Linked DNA regions of Mus musculus: region 1 is linked to region 2. A link is a contact called in public Hi-C data. All regions are on one chromosome and are shown on one strand. The core of a region is the stretch at or near the end of the contact, and the rest is flanking DNA. Distances in the headings are between cores, read along the strand shown. Region 1 overlaps Henmt1 (HEN1 methyltransferase homolog 1 (Arabidopsis)). Region 2 overlaps Gpsm2 (G-protein signalling modulator 2 (AGS3-like, C. elegans)).

Region 1 (2,700 bases), core at 135-2,634, 280 kb before region 2:
TGGATCTGGAGAGACTAGAGTTAAACAGATGGTTGTGGGCTAGATCGAACCCATAACCCAGTGTTTTTACTTGATATTGCATGGTGATCCGTGTAAAAAGGGAAAATGGTCCAATCGAGAAGCAGTGATGCTCACCTCTAACCCCAGCTCCCTGAGAGGCTCAGGCAGGACAGCTGCTGAGCCAAGAGAGCCAGGCCACTCCAGACAATGAAGTGAAACACAAGCAAAAGAAAAATTAAGAGTAAATGAAAATGATTCCACCAAATGAAGAATGTATTCTTTTGAAAGATAAGATGAGGGGCCAGGCACTCTGAAAGTGTGCCATAGGCCAACCCGGCCAACACTCATCCAGCCTGAAGGATCTTTCTATGAGGAACCTCAAAATTAGGTCATTTAGCCAGGTGTGGTGATGCACGATTTTAATCCTGGCACATGAGAAGTAGAGATAGGAGATCTGTATGTGTTCAAGGCCAGTCTGGTCTACATAGCAAGTCTAGGCCAGCTGGGGGTACAGAGTGAGACCCTGTCAAAAAAGAAAGACAGAAAGGGAGAGAAGACAGAGAGAAATAAAAATTAAAAACAAAACAAAACAACCATTTATACCCCTTTCTACTTTGTGAACCAGTACCAAAAGAAGAAGAAAGGGGGAGAAGAAGAAGGAAAGAGAAAAGGAGAAGTAGAGGAAAGGAATGAGGGAGGGAAGGAAGACGGAGGGAAGAAGGGAGGAGGGAGGGAAGGAGGGAAGGACGGAGGGAGGGAGGAGCAGTGGTAGTCTTCATAGAAGTTGCCCTCATCCCCACTGTCCGTCACACTGACCCACAGACTCCTCTCCCTGACAGCTAGCTCAGGAGAATACTCACAGGTTTATAAACGTGCTGGTCACACTGCTGGGAAACCGAAGGTTTAGAGAGCTTCCCGCCATTCTTTGTAAAGACACCTATCTGGGTACAATATCCAACATGCTCAGATCCAGCTGGCGGTGTCCCTACCCCAGTAAACTCCACACGGTAATTGTAGCAGTTTGCCACGTGTAAAGCCCTGAAATCAAACAACAGAGTGAAACCACTTCTCTGAACATACAGGTATGGCCAAACAGTTTATCAAACAAACGATTCCTAAGCGCCTTCTTGTCAGCGGTGTTAGGAAACACGGAAATATGACGAATCAGAGAATTTCTAAGCCAGGCATGGTGGTGGGTGCCTATCAGGCCACTCAGACTGAAGAAGCAGAGGGTTGGGAGTTTAAAGCTAGCCTGAGCTATATAAGGAGAGACCACCTCAAATAAAAAAAGATCTAAAGTTACAGATCCCTGTGCATGCACAGGATATTTCACTTTCTGTAGGGAACAAAGGCACATTTTCAGCTTCTGAGTCACTATAGGAAGAAGAAAGGGAAGCTATGGGTCAGACAGAGAGTAGGGGTGGGTGAGGAGATCTCAAAGACTTCAGCCTAAACTATGCACATTTGGAATTTACCAAAAAAAAAAAAAAAAAAAAAATAGTGCACAAACCAAGAAGTCACCCCTCACAGCCCAGACCTTCCCCATTTTGGCCCTCATCCTATGCCAACACTGCAGTGCCTCTTAAAGACATCTAGTAGGCACACACTCTCCTCCTGCGGCTTTCCTTGTGCTCTCACTACCTTGTAAGTCACACATGGAGACCTTGCTGGAATGAAGTAAGAAACAGCTTAGGTAAGACAGACATATCAAAGCTTATTTCCTATAACAGGGTTCCAACCAAAACAAACAAACAACCAAACAAACAAAAAACCTTCTGAACTTACCAGGTCTGAAACTCCATTCTGCTCCACTCAAATTTATGGTCGGCGTCCCTCAGGGTGACTGTAGGAAACAGGGGGTTGAATTCAGCATTTGGGGTGCTGATGACAACCATGGCTGGTGACAGGTATCCAAAAACCACATCAGGAAATCTGGCCAGATCATCTGAATCCAAGTGTTCTATTCTAAAGTGGTTAATAACAAAGATGAAATTAATGTGGCTTCACTTCCCTGGTTGAATATTAATGTAATGAGTAAAAATAATTCCTACCTGAATATTGATTTCTCAGTCCTTTGATAATGCAACAGTCCTGAACCCATGAACAATTGTTTTTATGTCTGAACCCTTCCCACTCCCAGCTCCGTTCAGGATGATCCGCCAACTAAGATTTCTGCTGCATTCTATAGAACTCATAGCAGTACTCCTTATTTATTTATTTATTTAAATAGTTTTTCGAGACAGGGTTTCTCTGTATAGCCCTGGCTGTCCTGGATCTCACTTTGTAGACCAGGCTGGCCTCGAACTCAAAAATCTGCCTGCCTCTGCCTCCTGAGGGCTGGGATTAAAGGCATGTGCCACCTTGCGCGGCTGGTATTCCTTTTTCAAAGCATCTGAGTTTGTATAGTCCTTGATTTGCCCCAAGAACACAACATTACTGCTATATGCGCTATTCAAAAATGCATTCCCAGGCAGCTGCAGAGAGAGTGCAGCAATTCTGAGCACATATCGCTCTTACAGGGGATCCGAGTTTGGTTTCTAGAACCCGTGTCAGGTGACAAACGGCCACCTGTAACTCCAGACCCAGGGTAGCTCACACCTTCTTCCAGCTTCCAGAGGCACCTGAACTCACACACACTTGTGGACATGCTTGGACCTCAGTTCAGATCCCCTGTCCTCACAGACACAATCTGGCCTTGGA
Region 2 (2,700 bases), core at 69-2,568:
TTGGTGGCCTGTGCTGCTGTTGGTGGCCTGTGCTGCTGTTGGTGGCCTGTGCTGCTGTTGGGTGCTGGCCTTTAGGGAGGTGCCAAGACACCACTCAAGGGGTGGGAAAACGCAGCCTAGGATATGGGAGGCCAAAGCTTGGGGTTCCTTGACTCCTGGGTATCCAGTCACTGCTGGGAAACTGCAGAAAAGCTGGGAATGAAGTCCTCAGGCCACGAAGAGGCTGGCCAGGACTGGATGCTCCCAAACTCTTGGACATCCAGGCGCTGCTGGATCTCAAGGGTTAGAAACAGAATTGGAGGCCTGCAGGCTGAGGATGCTGAGGGTGGGAGCTCCAGCTTAGTTCACTGGTGAAAGTCCTTAGCTTAGCAGTGGTTGTCTGGGAGCACAGAGGCCTTCTGCAGGATGTGGCTTGGTATCAAAGGCTTTCTCCATGCTCCCCACAGCAGATAGACAGTCCACGTTTATCCATGTTTATTGACTGTTCAGTGTGGAAAATGGGTACATACCGTACCAAACCAACTCCTCAGGGTGGGCCAGAAATTAAATACCTTTTGCAAGGAGGAGTGTCTAGGGAGGGAAGCCTATTGGGTAAACCCTCAGGGTCTCTAGGTACCTCATTAGCATGGAGAACTGTTTTGGTTCACGTGTGAGAGGTGTGGCACATGTTCTAGGCCAGGAATCCAATAGGGAGGAGGGACACCCCTACAGTCTCAGGTAGGTGCCTGGGTGTTGGGGACTCTGAACCCGCTCAACCATCCCACGTTTCCTGGCATGGTCTACTGTCCCACAGGGCTCTTTGTGGATCAGGCATTATTTACTTGCCTGTCATTCAGAAGGCCACTAAATGCCTTTGTTACAGGGACGATTTGGGGCACCAGGATGCTCTTGCATCATGCATCTAAGTGGAAAGTCAAAAGTGTGTACAAAGAGCAAGCGACCAAGCCCGCTCAGTCAACAGGTTCTCCAGCGCGGGAGTGAGGATTAAAAAGAAAAAAAGACAGTTTTGTAGCATGACCCCAGTCAATTCTGAGACTGAAGGCAAATTTAATTTTCCCAGTCCATTTTTTATACCATTTTAGTTACATGCAAGTATTAAGGGTGAGCAGTACAATAAGGAACTAGCAAGGCAGTGGGCAAAGTCCCGTGATACTCCCGTGACAGTTGTTTAAAAGAGCTTGTCAGAATGACCGAAATACTTGGGCCCACTTCCTTGTCCAAGCCCAAAATCTTGCCTGAAGCCTACTTCTTTTGTTGCACCCGAAGATTAAAATTCCTGCCTTACCCTACTTCCCCATTATAGCCTAAAGTTAGATTCTTGCAGAAACTTACTTCCTTAGCATATCCTAATGCCAGTTCCTGCCTGAGCTTATGTCCCTGTCATGGGCAATGTCAGATTCCTGCCTGAAGCCCATTTCCTTGTCCTTGGCCAGTGTCAGACTCCTGCCAAGCGGCACCCCAAAAGGCTCTCCACAGGCAAGCAAGAGACAGTGTGGCAGTGGTACTATGAAGAAAAAGTAAAGGTTGAAGGGCTAGTGGGTGGTCAGAATAGGTAGTGACTTGGGGAACATCTGTTTTGTATACAACTGCTGTTTTTTTAGGAAAAAAAACCCTCTGCTGGGCCGTGGTGGCACTCGCCTTTGATCCCAGCCCTTGAGAAGCTGAGGCAGGCAGATTTCTGAGTTTGAGGACAGCCAGGGCTACACAGAGAAACCCTGTCTCGAAAAACCAAAAAAAAATACAAAAAACAAAAACCAAAAAACCCTTCTGGGTTGCCATTTGAATCATTTGTGCAAACAGCTTCAAACATAGGCAGTAGATTATAATTTGTTGGCCCCCTGGCCTAGGCCATTCTAGAAACACATTATAAAGAGAAGATTTTAATTTTGAAACTGTCATACCTGACATTTTAGTGTCAAATCATTTGTGACCAGCTGTAGTAGTATAATATACTTACGAAGCCCATTTCTCCATACTACTTGCTTTAGTCCCATTCTATCAAGTTTCGGGTCTGAAGACAACTTTCTGAAAAAAGCTAAAAGAAATGCTTATGGATCTAACTTCGAACAGATGATACAGCTTGGCATTCTCCTTTCTGACTGTTATGTTTCAATTTGTCTCCATCTTTAGGGGTCAAGATTAGATGATCAAAGATGTGCTCCTCCATCTGCTGCCACTAAGGGGCCGACTGTCCCGGATGAGGACTTCTTTAGCCTCATCTTACGCTCTCAAGCTAAAAGAATGGATGAGCAGAGAGTTCTGCTGCAAAGAGATCCAAACAGAGACAGTGAGTTTGGACTAAAGGAACTTTTGCAAAATAACGCTTTGTTGGAATTTAAGCATTCGGGAAAATAACTAGCAAACCACAGGATGGTGTGGTAACCTACTGAAGAAAAGGACTGGTCCCCTCAGGACACTGCAGGGAGCTCGCCACTGTAGCAGTCACCACATTTTTAGGGTGTGAATGTTGAGTACTGAGGGACTGACATTCTTCTGTCTCAGGGCAGAACGTCCTGTAAGGTGCTCCGTCAGCTTAACTGACCTTGAGATTCTGTGTGCGTGACTAGATTCCTTGGCTAGGGTTTGTGTAATAGGGATTTAAATGACTCCTACATTAGAACTCAGTCTTTTCTTACAGAGGCCATCTTTAAGGAGCTAGTTGACAGGGACTTTTTGTACCTGCCCATGAATATAGCAGAT

Evidence for each region. Hi-C and Micro-C count contacts between places; a contact is called where the count stands out from the background.
Region 1: a Hi-C map of bone marrow-derived macrophages shows a contact between it and region 2, with 21 read pairs. The contact joins two enhancer-like sites. A contact is called at or near these places in 1 of 484 Hi-C or Micro-C datasets (bone marrow-derived macrophages) and 2 of 9 other capture datasets (adipose tissue and liver).

The regions. Positions count from the first base shown.
Region 1 is chr3:108,956,880-108,959,579 of GRCm38.p6, reverse strand. Henmt1 (HEN1 methyltransferase homolog 1 (Arabidopsis)) reads right to left here. Exons shown (of 8, transcript NM_025723.2): 6 at 1,786-1,965; 7 at 861-1,038. Among named protein-coding and RNA genes, the nearest start is that of Henmt1, 18 kb to the right of the region's middle. Within about 2 kb of position 1,384, at least 19 of the 459 cell types and tissues checked have an H3K27ac peak or open chromatin away from gene starts, as enhancers often do. A contact at or near this core is called in bone marrow-derived macrophages, where this site is marked.
Region 2 is chr3:108,679,234-108,681,933 of GRCm38.p6, reverse strand. It overlaps Gpsm2 (G-protein signalling modulator 2 (AGS3-like, C. elegans)), which reads left to right. Exons shown (of 15, transcript NM_029522.2): 15 at 2,131-2,700. The coding sequence ends at 2,355. Among named protein-coding and RNA genes, the nearest start is that of Clcc1, 27 kb to the right of the region's middle. Within about 2 kb of position 1,318, at least 7 of the 459 cell types and tissues checked have an H3K27ac peak or open chromatin away from gene starts, as enhancers often do. A contact at or near this core is called in bone marrow-derived macrophages, where this site is marked.